Linked DNA regions of Oryctolagus cuniculus: region 2 is linked to region 1. The links are chromatin contacts, called in public Micro-C maps. All regions are on one chromosome and are shown on one strand. Each heading gives the region's core, a stretch centred on a gene start, on an enhancer-like site or on the middle of the called end of the contact. The rest is flanking DNA. Distances are from core to core; before and after follow the strand shown.

The links. A called contact is a pair of places that touch in the nucleus more often than the background predicts.
Region 2: a Micro-C map of ear pinna shows a contact between it and region 1, with 4 times the contacts expected there. The contact joins two enhancer-like sites. A contact is called at or near these places in 3 of 6 Hi-C or Micro-C datasets (ear pinna, skin fibroblasts and an unstated tissue).

Annotation. Positions count from the first base shown.
Region 1 is chr4:85,192,030-85,199,036 of mOryCun1.1, forward strand. No RefSeq gene overlaps it. Among named protein-coding and RNA genes, the nearest start is that of CPN2, 79 kb to the left of the region's middle. Within about 2 kb of position 1,907, at least 5 of the 8 cell types and tissues checked have an H3K27ac peak or open chromatin away from gene starts, as enhancers often do. A contact at or near this core is called in ear pinna, where this site is marked.
Region 2 is chr4:85,452,211-85,459,193 of mOryCun1.1, forward strand. No RefSeq gene overlaps it. Among named protein-coding and RNA genes, the nearest start is that of HES1, 140 kb to the left of the region's middle. Within about 2 kb of position 2,446, at least 5 of the 8 cell types and tissues checked have an H3K27ac peak or open chromatin away from gene starts, as enhancers often do. A contact at or near this core is called in ear pinna, where this site is marked.

The sequences.
Region 1 (7,007 bases), core at 657-3,156:
GTTACCCTCTCCGGGCTGGGTCTCAGCAAGCTCACACAGCCACAGGAATAGTGGGAGGCCCCCCAGGAAACAACCCATTCCAGAAGCCTCAGTGGCGGGGTGGGTGGGTGGGGGACAGTGCTGGTAAAGCCGGGAGAGGTGGATGCGCCACCAGCGGGGGAGTCACCCAGATTGTGCCAGTGCAGGGAGGTGCCTCCATTCCTAGGCTGCAGGTCAAAGGCAGGGGGTGCCGTTTCCAGCCCCTCCCCCACTCCCACCCCGTGAGACCTCGAGCCACAGGGAAGGTCTGGGCAGGAGTTGCAACCTGCAGAGATGCCACCAAATCAGGGGAGAGGTAGGGGATGGAGGTGCTGGTTTCTCCCCTCCTCCTTCCTACGGCTCCTGGCAGTGGGGGACTGGGACACTGGCATGTGCAGCTTGCGGGAGTAGCTCCCCGATGATAAGGAGAGAGCAGAGGAAGGGTGGAGCACTGATCCCAGGGCAAACAAGCAAATGCCGGGCTAATCTCCAGCCAGTCAGCCCTTGGGGGAAGACTGGCCTCCCTCCAGTGGGGCCATCTAGGGGCCCAGCCCTCGGAGAGTAAACTTGGCTCCAGAAATAGTTGCAAATCTCTTGCTGGTTGCTGCAATTCCTGGTGATGCCCCAACTCTGTCCCTGCCTGGAAGCCAGCGGCATGCAATTGTGTCTTTCCTGTACCTTTGTCAGAAGCTAGAGGAACCCAGGGCCAGGTTCTAGGTTAGACTACAGTATCAGGGCTCCAGACCTGCAGACTCGCAGGCACGCGTCTCCCGAGGAGGCCTGGAGGGTCATCTCAGCTCCCACTCTGAACTGATCTTGGAGATTGAGGCTCCTTATCTTTCGAAAAGGGACTCTGCATTTTGTGGGTAGGTTCTGTAAAGGGGACAAAGGGATGTCAGGGAGGCTGTCCCTGCAGATGCTCAGGGAGAAGGCGTGGGCCTGGAAACCTGTAGCGAGTTGCTCCTCCACTATCATAGCTCCCCTTGGGCTGGACACCTGTGACTCAGCGCATAACCACAGAAGCAGACAGCTGTTGGAGTCGGGAGCCGCCTGGTCCACACTCTCCCAGGAGCAGGAGTTCCTTTGCAAGGTGTTCAGACTGCCTCCCTCTTTACCGTCCCTTCCCTCCCCCTCTCTCTTCCTTCCACAAATGTGGGTGTTTCGGAGCACTTACTCTGTGCCAGGCCCTGGGCTGCCTGCTGGTCCTGCAGTAGTGATGGAGAGAGACACGGGCCTCACCCCCACGCAGGTTACAGTCCAGTACGAGAAAGTCTTTGCCAACAATCCCTGTTGAATGCCTCTATTGACAGGGTGCTCACTTCCTTCTGGGTGGTCCGTTTCGTGGGTCAGGTTTTTCTTATTGAAACCGCCTCCTGCCCCCGATCCTGCCTGTTCTGACCCCTAGAGCTCCGTAGAATAAGTCTAACCCCATTTCCTGTGTCTCCACCCGTGAAACATGGGAAAATAAACATGTTCTGCCCAGCCAATTGCTCTCCCTCTCCAGTTTCTACTTGCGAAAGGGAAGCTGGTTCTCAGAGAGGTCAGAGCCGGGGTGGGCTATAATCTGGGTGCCTGGGCTCTGTTCCAGGTGCACCTGGCGCAGAGGGGAGCTGTGCGCCGGAGCCTCATACAGGACACAGGCAAAGCGTTGCAGGTGGCCAGGGAGGTGGGCTTCGTGCAGCACAGGCCCTGCTGTCTGGGTGTGGGGTGGATGTGAGGCACGCTCTGGCCGCCTGCCCAGGACAAGCCTGAGCTCCGGGGTTTCTGGTCTGATTCACAGCTTCCTCTCTTCCCAAAGGAATCCCCTTTATAGCTCTTGCAAGCTGCCCCCAGCCTCCCCGTGAACGCCGACTGACAGCTGCGTGAAGTGCTGCCGCTGTGGCAGTGCTGCCGGGTGCCAGCTGGCCGTGCTCGGCGGCCCGGGCCTGGGAGCCACCTCGCGGGGCTGTCAGAGCAGAGCTGCAGGCCGCCCTTCCGTCAGCAGGAAGCCCAGCCGCAAACACTTGGACAGGAAGCCGGCGTGCTGGCCAGCTGAGCCAGCTCTGGTTTCTCCTGCGTCTGAGGGTTTGGCCCAGGGTAGAGGAAGGCGAGCCAGGTGCTGTGGACTGCACTGACAGGGCCGCCGCCTCCCCCTGGGGCTGAGGCTGTGGGATCACGGGTGTGAGCGGAAAAGCATCATCCAGGCTGGGGCGGAAGGAGGTGCTTCCTGAGGGAGGGGCGGGCAGCAGGGAGCACAGCACAGGGCTGGGCCCACAGGCGAGGGCAGGCCAGGACCCCTCCAGAGGATGCGTTTCTGGGTCCGGTCCTCCAGCACACACCCCGATTTCCCGACTCCGAGGCTGCCTCCACGGTGGGGAACACACTGCGGTCTCCTGGGGCGGCATGTCTGCAATGGTCCCCCCGCCTTGGGGGGGGGGAGGACTCTCACACGGCAGTGTGAGTGAATTCATACAGAATTGAGTGTGCTTGGCTATTTGACATCCAGGGCTGACATTGGCATTCGGCTGCTAAGTTCTATGCGCGATTATCTTCAAGGCACATGCATGTGCAATTGCAGTCAGCACCCTCTGGGATTATGAAGCACTTGAACTTTGCAGGAGAGTTTTCTTCTCTTGCCGTTGCTTTTCACAGTCTGATAGGCCAGCCAGAGGTGCCTGGTGGCAGGGGATCGGGAGATGAGTGGATTGCTCAAGGTCAAGATCAACACTGGTAGATCCCAGGCCTCCATGAGGACCTGTGCTGCTCTGGAGAGCGAGCTCAGTGGCTGCTTTCCCAGCATCTGGGCGTCTTCTAACTGACCGTGGACTGTGCTGCAGGCCCACCCGGGACCTAGGTGCTGGGCTGCAGTCAGTTGCTTAATGTTCCGTTTATTTGCCAAAGTCCGTGTTGTAAACCTCCACCTGGTGAGTCCTGCCTGTGCCCTCAGCCACTCCCCGTGGCATCCTCACATCTCTCGTCCTTCTAATAATCCGGGTATTGTTGTCGTTGCTGGCCTCTGTGGTTCTGACTGCAGATCAGCCGTCAGTGGTGGCTCCTTCCCATAGCGGGCTAGGCAGTCACTATGCTAAACTGTGTGGGACACATGGGCCACCCAGCTCTGCCATTGTGGTGCCAAAGCGGCCAGGAACAGTCAGTCAACAAGTAGACTTGGCTGTGTTCCAATAAAATTTTATTCATAGAAACAGCCAGGGGGCCCGAATCAGCACCAGGGCTATCGTTTGCTGACTGCTGCTTTAGAAATCTGATTTTTACTCAACTGCAAGTACTCTCCCTACCCCAGCACCGGGGTTTGGTTGGCTGTGTCTGTGTTTTGTGCTTAGTAGGAATTCAATGTTCATTCAAAGAATGAACAGAAGAATGTATGAGTTTGCAAGCGAGACCATTCTAGAACTCCTAGGTGTCTTTTTTTCTTTTTTTTTTAAGATTTATTTATTTATTTGGAAGGCAGAGTTACAGAGAGACAGAGGCAGAGAGAGAGAAAGAGAGAGGTCTTCCATCCGCTGGTTCACTCCCCAAATGGCTACAGTGGCCAGAGCTGCGTTGATCCGAAGCCAGGAGCCAGGAGCTTCTTGTGGATTTCCCACACGTGCAGGGGCCCAAGGACTTGGGTCATCTCCTACTGCTTTCCCAGGCCATAGCAGAGAGCTGGGTTGGAAGTTGAGTGGCCAGGACTCAAACTAGCACCCATATAGGATGCCGGCACTGCAGGTGGAAGCTTTACCCACTATGCCACAGCGCCGGCCCCTCCTAGGTGTCTTTTAAAAAGATTTATTTGATTTATTTGAAAGGTAGAGTGATAGAGAGAGATAGAGATCAGATCTTCCATCTGTTGGTTCATTGCCTAAATGGCCACAACAGCTGTGCTAGGTTGGGCAAAGCTGGGAGTCAAGAACTCCATCCAGATCTGCCATGTGGGGTGCAGGGGCTCAAGTACTTGGGTCACAATCTGCTGCTTTCCCAGGTGCATTAGGAGGGAGTTGGATCAGAAGTGGAGCAGCAGCCTGGATTCAAACTGGGTGCTCTGATCTTGGATACCAGCATTGCAAGTGGAGGCTTACCCTGCTGAGCCACCATGCGGCCCCAATGCTTTTTTTTTTTTTTTTTTTTTTGACAGGCAGAGTGGACAGTGAGAGAGAGACAGAGAGAAAGGTCTTCCTTTTGCCGTTGGTTCACCCTCCAATGGCCGCTGCGGCCGGCGTACCACGCTGATCCGATGGCAGGAGCCAGGTGCTTCTCCTGGTCTCCCATGGGGTGCAGGGCCCAAGCACTTGGGCCATCCTCCACTGCACTCCTGGGCCATAGCAGAGAGCTGGCCTGGAAGAGGGGCAACCGGGACAGAATCCGGCGCCCTGACTGGGACTAGAACCCGGTGTGCCGGCGCCGCAAGGCAGAGGATTAGCCTATTGAGCAGCGGCGCCGGCGGCCCCAATGTTTCAATTCTGTTGTCCATCTGGGCACGATGGAATGTGGTTCAGCATAGTCCCGCTGAAGAAGAATGCATAGGCCTGGCTTAAACCCATTCTATTATGGGTCTCCAGTAGTTACAGAAAATGTAAAGCGTGAAAAAATTATGCAAAATGTGTCTTTTAATTCCATTTTCACAGACTTTCTGAAGGCCCTTTTGTACGACATTGGAGTGGTGAAAACTTCAGCCTGTAACTGACTCTTACCCTCCTCTGTCCTAGTGCTCAGTCTGCCCATTTGAGAGGTGGGGTGATGTCTTGATGAAAGGCTGTTGTGGGACAAGCAGAGGAGGTATGGAAATTTGGGGGCCGGTGCTGTGCCCAGGAGGTGCTGAAGGTGCTGCCTACCTGGGAGGAAGCCGTGATGCGCAGGAGGGTCTCTGCGGCTGCAGTCGGGCGCTGGCATGGCCTCCTGCGACACGGGAGGGGAGACAGCCCCTGGCCTGGGAAGCCTGGCTCCTGAGATGCAATGAAGTCTTGCAGGAATCACCCCCGATGGCTTTCCGGGAAGGCATCCCAAGCTTAGTCTGCCTGTGACAAGCACCTCATCTCAGCCCTCCAGCCCCACACTGCTTTTCCTTCTCCATCCCCCAGGATCCTAAGCCAGAGACCTGAAGGCCTTCTGCCCCAGGCTTGCTCCCTGTGCCCCAGGGCCCGCTGCCACCCTCATAGCCACCATCCTCTCCTCTCCACGCCCTCGCCTGGCCAGGGGCTGCTTCCAGTGCCTGGCTTCACTACCAACTTCTCTGCTTTGCCGTGAGATTTCTGTTTCAAGATAGAAATCTGCTCCTCTCCTGCCCAGCCTCCGGGCTCATCAGTGGCACCTAATTCCTAATGGGCCGATGTCTGCTTCCTTAGCCAGAGCCTACCCACCAGGCTCCACTGGCCTTTCTAGTTCTATCCCTTAGCACCAACAAGGGAACCCACTACAGACATTCTCCTCTCTTGCATTTGTATGCTATCACCTTCCTCCCCCTCCCAGGATTTCCATTCTCTTCAAGGTATCACAGATCGGTTGTTAAATAATGTAGCACCAGAGCCATTAAATAGTTTTTTTTTTTTTTTTAAGATTTATTTTGAAAGTCGGAGTTAGAGAGAGAGAAAGAGAGAGGGACACACACACACATGCACGCACACACATTCCATACACTGGTTCACTCCCCAAATGGCTGCAACAGCCAGGACTGGGCTGTACAGAGCCAGGAGCCAGGAGCTTCTTTTGGGTCTCCCACGTGGATCGCGGGTCACCTGCTGCTGCTTTCCCAGGCACATTAGCAGAGAGCTGGATTGGAAGTGCAGCAGCCAGGATTGGAATCAGCGCCCACATGGGATGTGAGTCTAGGCCATAATGCTGGTCCCTAAATCGTTTTTAAAGGTGTAGCACTCAGTTCTGGTTTCAAATTTAGCACAGATAAAATCTATACCAATATACACTAAAAACATTTCTTTTCACAACTAAAAGGGAAGTTGGTATCAGACATGATATGGGACACCTGCATCCCATCTCAGAGTACCTGACATCAGGTCCCACTGCTCCACTTTTGATTGAGTTTTCTGCTAGCATAGATGACGACTTATGTACTTGAGTACCTGGTACCTGCGTGGGAGACCTGGATGGAATTCTGGGCTCCTGGCTTCGGCCTGGTCTGGCCCTGTGTGTTGCAGGCATTTGGAGAGTGAACCAGCAGACGAAAGATCTCTCTTCCTGTCTCTCCCATCCTCTTCATGTTACTCTGCCTTTCAAATAAATAATCAATCTTTAAGAAGCTACCGAAGCCCCGTGGTGTGTCACAGCCAGACAGCCACGCTTAGTGCTGGTGGGTGAGCACTATCCAAGCACGCATGGGGCCCCAGTCCAGAAGGGTACTGTGTGATGATGTCGCTCCTCCAGATGTCCCCTGGTGTCCAAGAACGGAGGGCTCCGAGGGGCAGCAGGACCTCCAGGAGAGCCTGACAGCAGCTGGCAAGTCAGGCTGTGGCCGCCTGGGAAACCACCGGGCTCCACACCCGATTCTCCGCCCCCTCTAACAGTGCAAGCCCCAGCCAGGGGGTCTGGAAGGGAGCACAGGGCTCTGGGCTTCAGGAACTGGAAGGCTAAGAAATCAGGGTGGTGCCTCCCGCTGACAGGCAAAGGTAGCTCTCAGGGTCCTCAGAAAGGGGCCCCAGTGCCAACGGCCCGGGCTGGCCCTCTGTGGTCCACCCTCTGCCTCTGTCCACCCCGCCCCCGCCCCTTGCAGTCTCTCTTGGTCCCCAGCACAAGGTGCAGCCCGCAGTGTGGCTGGGCTCTCACCTCACCTGTTTGCTCACCTGAGCTAACTAGTTGCTGTCCCTTCTTCTCTCCTGTTCACACTATGCAGTGTCTTTTTGCTCTCAGGGAGCAGTGTGTAAAGGTATCCTTCTTCACAGGGATCTGTGGGACTAAAAACTTGGGCGAATGCAATGAAATGGTTTTCTTTGCTTTTCTTTTCTTTTTTTTTCTTTTTTTGACAGGCAGAGTGGACAGTGAGAGAGAGAGAGACAGAGAGA
Region 2 (6,983 bases), core at 1,196-3,695, 260 kb after region 1:
GGTGGTATTAGTATCAAGTCTCAGATTTTCACTAAAAACATTAAGCACACCCTGCACCCCCCCCCCCCAACTATCCCTTCCCTTGCTTACTTCCCCCCTTGTAACTGCACAAGGTTGACTGTATGAGAGGTCGATTCTATTTGGGGTTCTGGTTGTCTTAGGGTGTGTGTGTGTGTGTGTGTGTGTGTCTTGATATTTTGGTGTTGGGAGCCTTATTGTCTAAGAGAAAGTTCTCACCAACTCTATAAGGCTTTGCTGATCAGCCCCTTTAAGATACCAGGATAAGCTCCCAGGGGCGGACGTTTGGTGCCACAAGCAAGCTGATGCTTAGGATGCCTGCATCCCATGTCGGAATGCCTGGTTCAAGTCCTGCCTCTGCTTCTGATTCCAGCTCCTGATAGGCAGCTTTGCTTATTTTAGCAGAAAAGGCAAGAGGTGGTCAGCACCCTGGGAGAAGCGTCATCACTTAGCCCTGCCCCACGGGGAGGGCACCGGAAGGCCACCCGGCAGCGGCCACACAGCAGCTCTGGCTTTTTCTCGAACGAGTTCTGCCATCAGGTGCGCCCCTGCCTTCCTTTCTGTTCATAACTCCCAGGTGTCAGGAATGGCCTGATTCATTAGACCGCACATGTTTTCTAGAAAGTCTGTACTTCGTTTATTTCCCCCAGGTAATATAGATTTCTAAATGCAGTGAAAGTATAGGACTTTGTTGTTGTTGTTGTTTTTGGAAGTCCACCCACAAGATGGTCAATGAGGATTCATCGCAGAAACTTTACTCCATCGTTTTAAAAAAATACACATCAACAAGTGCCTTGTGGTGAAAATTAAAATTATATTAATTTTACAGTGGAAACTTGATTAACTTCTTTGTTAAGCAATTTGCTCAAAGTCCACAGCTACTAAAAGAAACAGCCCTGAAGCTTGGCCCAGTTCTGCTGCTGCCAAAGGCACACTCCAGTCTCCACGACCTGGTTAGCCTACGTGTAGGTCTTAATTTCGTGGGACCAGAAAGAAAGCTCTAGTTAGAGTCTTTAACTGTGTGCGATTGGGAAGCCCATAGCAGCTGCTTCAGGCAGGTCCTTCAGGGCGCAGGGCTTGCAGTAGGAGAGGCTGGGACAGTCCACAAGCTGATGGATCAGATGGAGCCCTTGAAGGAGGCCAGAGGGACTGTTACCTGCCAAAAGGGGGCAGGGGAAATGGGACACTGGACACAGAGAGACAGGAAGATGGCAGTGAGACGCTGGACTGTTCTGGGGTAGTTGTCAGGGGCCGTGGGGCCTCCAGGGCTGCAGAGGTGGGAGAGCGGCCCCAAGTAGCGGGGGGTGAAGTGCAGGGAACTCTTCCAAGGTTTAGAAACAAGGGCCCGAGGGTCAGGAGCACGAGCCTCAGGCGTGGTTTCCTGCACTAACCCCTGTCACAGGTGTGGGGTGACTTCATCCTGGTCATTGGGTTTCCCATCCTAAGTACAAAAGGTGCTCTCTAGAGCGGGGCTGAAGGCGAGGGGCTGCAGAGTCTCTATCCCTATCTTTTTGGGTCATGATTGACAGCGCAGGTACCAATGGCATGTCACACACGTATGGAAGACTAAAGTGCAGTTCCATGGGGCGGTGCTGCCCCGTAGGACACACGTAGTGCACTCAGATACTTGCTATTCTGTTCACGTTAGCAGAAGTGCTGCTGCTGCTCACGAAACTGATTTCTTAGTCTACTAGTGGGGCATGCCTGGTGCAGTGGAAAAAAAAAATCATCACTGCTCGAGTCATAGCATGAGTCAGCAGGACAGAAGGCCCCCTGGGGTCGCCCTCTGGGCCCTTGGTAGCCACAGGCAAAGGCATGGGAGCTGCACACAGAATTTTTTCCACCGTGAAGAGATAAAAATAGGTATCTTAATTCTGGTTCACCTTTGTCCTTTTAGCCTGCAGATAACTTCCACTGTCGCGGTGGTGGCTGGCCTGGATTGGAAGCCTGCTTGCTTGCAACAAGTGCAGACGTTTCTGGAATAGCACTGGAAGCACAGTCCTGCTAACGCCTGAGATAGGGCGTCCTCCCTCGCCGGCTGCCCAGGAGCCGGTGCCGCACACACGAAGGGAACCAGGCTGCTCCTCCTGGGGCCTTGGCTGCTTCCCCTGTGACTGAATTGGAAGAGGAACTGTTTGCCTTTGGCCGTACATCCTGAATCATAATCAGGATGCCGCTGGCACAAGAGAGCCTGCTCCCACCCTCGCCTGAAAGAACTGCCCAGGGAGGGGAGTTCCTGCCCTCGGCAGCCCCAGAGAAGGAGGCCCGTGGTTTATTGTGTGCTGGCACGGCATCAGAAGTCAGCTCAGTCACTTACAGTAAAACCAAGGAGGGCAGAACAATGCATTCAGAATGAGGTTCAAACACCTCATTAAAAGGAACAGATTGTTCAGTTCATGCCAGGATCACAAGGCTTACGTATTTGTTAGCCAGAGTCCGGTGGCCTTCGGAGATGCTTTCCTGGCTGTGGAATATGAAAAAGATACACAGCCACACCCGTAGGCCTTTCCGTTCTCCAGTTCAACAGATGCGCTTTGCTCCAGCCACGTATCGGGGACTGTGTGATTAGGGCACGTTGGTTTTCGAGGATAGCGCTAAGAAATTACCACGAATTGGTGGGTTGAAACAACAGGAATGTATTCCCCTCCCAGCTTCAGCCATCTGAACTCTGACATCAGGGTGCTGGGCGGGGCTGCACGCCATGCCAAGGCTCCAAGAGACTCCTTCCTGGTCCCCTCTGGTTCCAGGCATCCTTTGGCTACGACTGCGTCTCTCCAGCCTTCGCCTCCTCTCTGATGTTCTCCTTTGTGTGTCTTCTGCCGTGGGATTTAGTAACCCAGAATAACCTGATCCTCAGGTTGATAGCATCTGGAGATCCGCCACTTAATCACATATGTAAAGACCATTTCCCCCCACCCCAGATAGGTCACATTCACATGTACGGGAGGTTAGGTCTTGGACATACCTTTTTCCAGACCATCGTTCAACCCGTCCACTCAGTCAAGGATACAAAGTTGAAAAGGCCAGGGCTGAGGTTCTCAGGAAGTTCAGTGTTGTGGGGCAGAGGAGTAGATAAACAACAGTGTCAAAAGAATGTTCCCGGCAGAGCTCTGTTCCAAGGGCCAGGGGATCTTCAAAGAGTTTGTGCTGGGAGTTGATGTGGGGACGGTGGTGGGAAAGACACAGTGCCTTTCCTCACCTTTGAACTCTATAATTCCTTGGCATCTAGAAATCATTCCAGAAAGTTGAAAACACGGGTAGGGTCTGAGGACAGGGCCTGAATACCGGTCCAGCCAGGTGCGTGGGGTCTGGCAGAGTTCCGCCGAGTCTGTTGGTTGTCTTGAGGTTTGAGGGAATTGGCAGAGAAATGAAAGATGGCTGGGTCATAAATTGTAAGATTTGTGATGGATTTATCGCTCGAGGTGAGAGTTGGATGCTGTTCAGTGGGTCATTGGCTTTCTCTGTGGTAGAAGCAGCAGAGCAGCCGTTTGTGTCATCCTCACAGAGTCCAGTGGGGCGTGTCTGCGGCCCCAGGTCACAGCACCGGTACCCCGGCAGGGACACCGTGGGCCACAGCGGCTGCCACACACATGTCTCATTTGCTCCGAGGCCTTGAGTCAGTGGTCTGTCTTGGCCCTTGGTGTGGTTGGAGAAGGCAGCTGCTGCTCCAAGACAGAAGAGAGACGAGACAGAAAAGCTTTGCTCAATTCTCTCTCTGAAACAACATTTGTGCAAATTTTGCAGAACATAATTTGTAGGGCTTAACACTCTTCTGGGACTTCACCTTCCTCATGAATGTTTATTCAGTTTAAAATGCCTTGATAATAGATGTTATCGAAATATTGTTAACAGGGTGTAACTTGCTTGTTGTAATAAAGAATGTCTATTTTTAGGAGTACATGCTGAAGTATTTATGGATGATATTATGATGTCTGCTGTTTTCAAGTGTTTTAGCAATAGACACTAAGAGGAACCCAATATTATGAAAATATTAAGAAGAATTGCTAAGTCTAAGTGGAAGTTGTATGGATGCTCATTGCTTGGTTCTCTCAATTTTTCTCTATGCGTGAAATTATTCATAATAATAATAATAATAATAAAACTCAGAGGAGGCAAATTTTTGAAGCAAAATTTCTTGACCTGTGTTTCATAGGCTCCAGGGGAGAGGAGTGAATGGGTTTCAGGGACCAGGAAGCTTCTAAACTTCTATGTGAGCTTTTATGGGGTATGTGTTCCTTTCCTTCTTGGGGTGAAAAGTTTATTATTTGTAGCTCTCTTATGATTGCTAAAGGTGTTATTAACCCCCTTGTGCAAGCTTAAACACAACTGCTTGAAACTAGAGACGTATTTGCATGTATTATACTTCCGTTAGTGGATACAGACAGACAAGCAGGGTCTGTGGCTGATGCCTCACTAGTACTTTGTTGCAAAATTCAAGTTAGATTACAAATATAATGACATGCTTCTCTCCTTTTATGTTCATTGACTCACTTCTTGTTTTTTTGTAATTTGTCCTTTTCTTATTTTTGATGAATTCTTAGACTTTTTCACAGGTTTAAAATATTGCTTGCTAATATGATAAAAGCTATTTTCCCTGGCACTGTGATACCTTTCTAGATTATAAAAATAGCAGAGGCTTACTGTATGCAATTTATAAAATGCAGAACTGAATGAAGGATGAAATCAAATGACCATAAACATGCTCCAGAGGTGATCCCCCCTCACATTCTGTGGGCTTCGTGCCTTGGCTATGTGTGCACTCTGCATATGCATGTGCATCTAAGAAAAAAAAAAAAAGGAAGAAGAATGAATGAGCAGTTATATGTGATGCAAATAAAAACTTTTCAAACGTTTTTCCCTTTTATGCTTCATCAATATTTAGAAAGAAGCATTTGAACTGATGTCTCCAGTCTTTGTATTAAATATGATTGTTCAGGGGCCAGCATTGTGGCATAAAGGGTTAAGCCACCACCTGCAACGTCAACATCCCATATGGACATGAGTTTGAGTCCCGGCTGTTCTACTTCTGATCCAGCTGCCTGCTAATGCACCTGGGAAAGCAGCAGAAAGTGGCCCAAGTGCTTGGGCCCCTGCACCCATGTGGGAGACCCGGAAGAAGCTTCAAGCCCCTGGCTTTGGATCGGCCATTGCAGCCATTTGGGGAGTAAACCAGTGGGTGGAAGGTCTCTCTCTGTCTCTCTCCGTCTCTCCCTCTCTCTGTAACTGTGACTTTCAAATAAATAAAATAGGCCTTTAAAATACATATGGTTCGTCAAGTCAGCATTTACAGGTTCTAGAAAAGATGGGGGATGCTGCTGCCCTGAAATCCTGCTTCTTCCGCATGCCTGGCTGCCCAAGTAACATTTCTCATGGGAACCCCTAGATTTGCAGTGTGTTTTGCTCCATTGTGTTGCACTCCTGCCATAGATAAGTGAAGAGCTTTGTTTATTTGAGAGACAGAGAGAGAGTGAGCCAGAGATGATAGAGCCCCCATTTTGTTGGTTCACCCCCAGTGCCTTTCATGGGGTCTGGATGGGGTTGAAACAGGGATCCAAGAACTCAGTCTAGGTCCTAAGTGGGTAGCAGGATCCCAGCTACTTTAAGCCATCACCTGTTGAAGCCAGGGACTCCACTGTCGAATGCAGGCATCTTAACTGCTCCTCCTTTTTTTAAAATAATATAGAAAAGACTAGTTATTGAGGAGGGAGCCAGGGCACAGCTAACCCCAAATTGTTGGAAGATCTGGCTGGTTGGGGTAGGAGATACCCCAAATAACCTCCCATCTCTGTGTGGTTTGTTCTTAGAGCCCTACAGTCAGCGTAATCAGAGTAGTGCCACCTCGAGGGGGTCCCCAAAGGGAGAGCAGAATGGCAGAGGAGGGGGACCTGGGCAGGCTGGCAGTGTGGAGGATGGCCTTCCTCTGGCTTTCGGTGGCACTGGGTGAAGCCCTAGTCCCAAGTTTATTTGAGCCAGTTATTTGTTTACATGCATTAATGCATAAAAAGCCCAACAGAGTGGCTTGCATCCAACCGGCACATAACAAGTGCAAATTACCTCCCTCCCAGGAGGCAATGCGTTCTTGGGAGACACTTGCATTGCTCCCACAATAAACAGAGCATGGGGCTTGGACCCAGACAAACCTGTGTAGGGTCTTGAGTGTGAATCTTATTAGCACCATGACCTTGGGACACTTGCTTAATGCCTCTGAGCCCATTTTCTCATCTGTGAAATGAGGTCAGTAATCATAGCCAACTCATCAGGATAGCGAAAGGATTAAGTAAAATATGCCTGCAATGGTGGCTGCCGTTGATCAGGGGCTTGCTGCATTCACAGCACCATTTTAAGGGCTTTAGGTGTGACCTTCTTATTCAGTCCTCATAATTCTGTGAGCGAGGTGCTAGCACCCCCATCGGCAGATAGAGACCTGAGACTCAAGGGCCAGCATTTTGGCACAGGGGAATAAGCTACTGCTTGCAATGCCAGCATCCCATATCAGAGCACTGGTTCGAGTCCCAGCTGCTCCACTTCTGATCTGAGTTCCTGCTAAGGGACCTAAGAAAGCAGAGGATGATGGACCAAGTACTTGGGCTGCTGCCATCCATGTGTGAGACCCAGATGGAGCACCATGCTCCTGGCTTTGACTTGGCCCAGACACACTCCCACTGGGGAGTGAAGCAGTAAGTAGAAGACCTCTCTCTCTCTCTCTCTCTCTCTCTCTCTCCTCTCTCCTCTCTCCTCTCTGTCATGCTGCCTTTCAAACAAATAAGTAAATCTTGAAATAAAAGAAAAGAAAACTGAGGCACAGAGAACTTGAGTCACAAGCTCAAGGTCACACAGCATTGATGATCAGCACTGGAGCTTGAACTCGGGAAGGCGGTCCTCTCCCTGGGGTCTGCGGTCCATTTTGCATGGCTCCACACCTGTGGGAGCCTCTCCTGAGATGCTTCTGTGACTGCACACAGGAA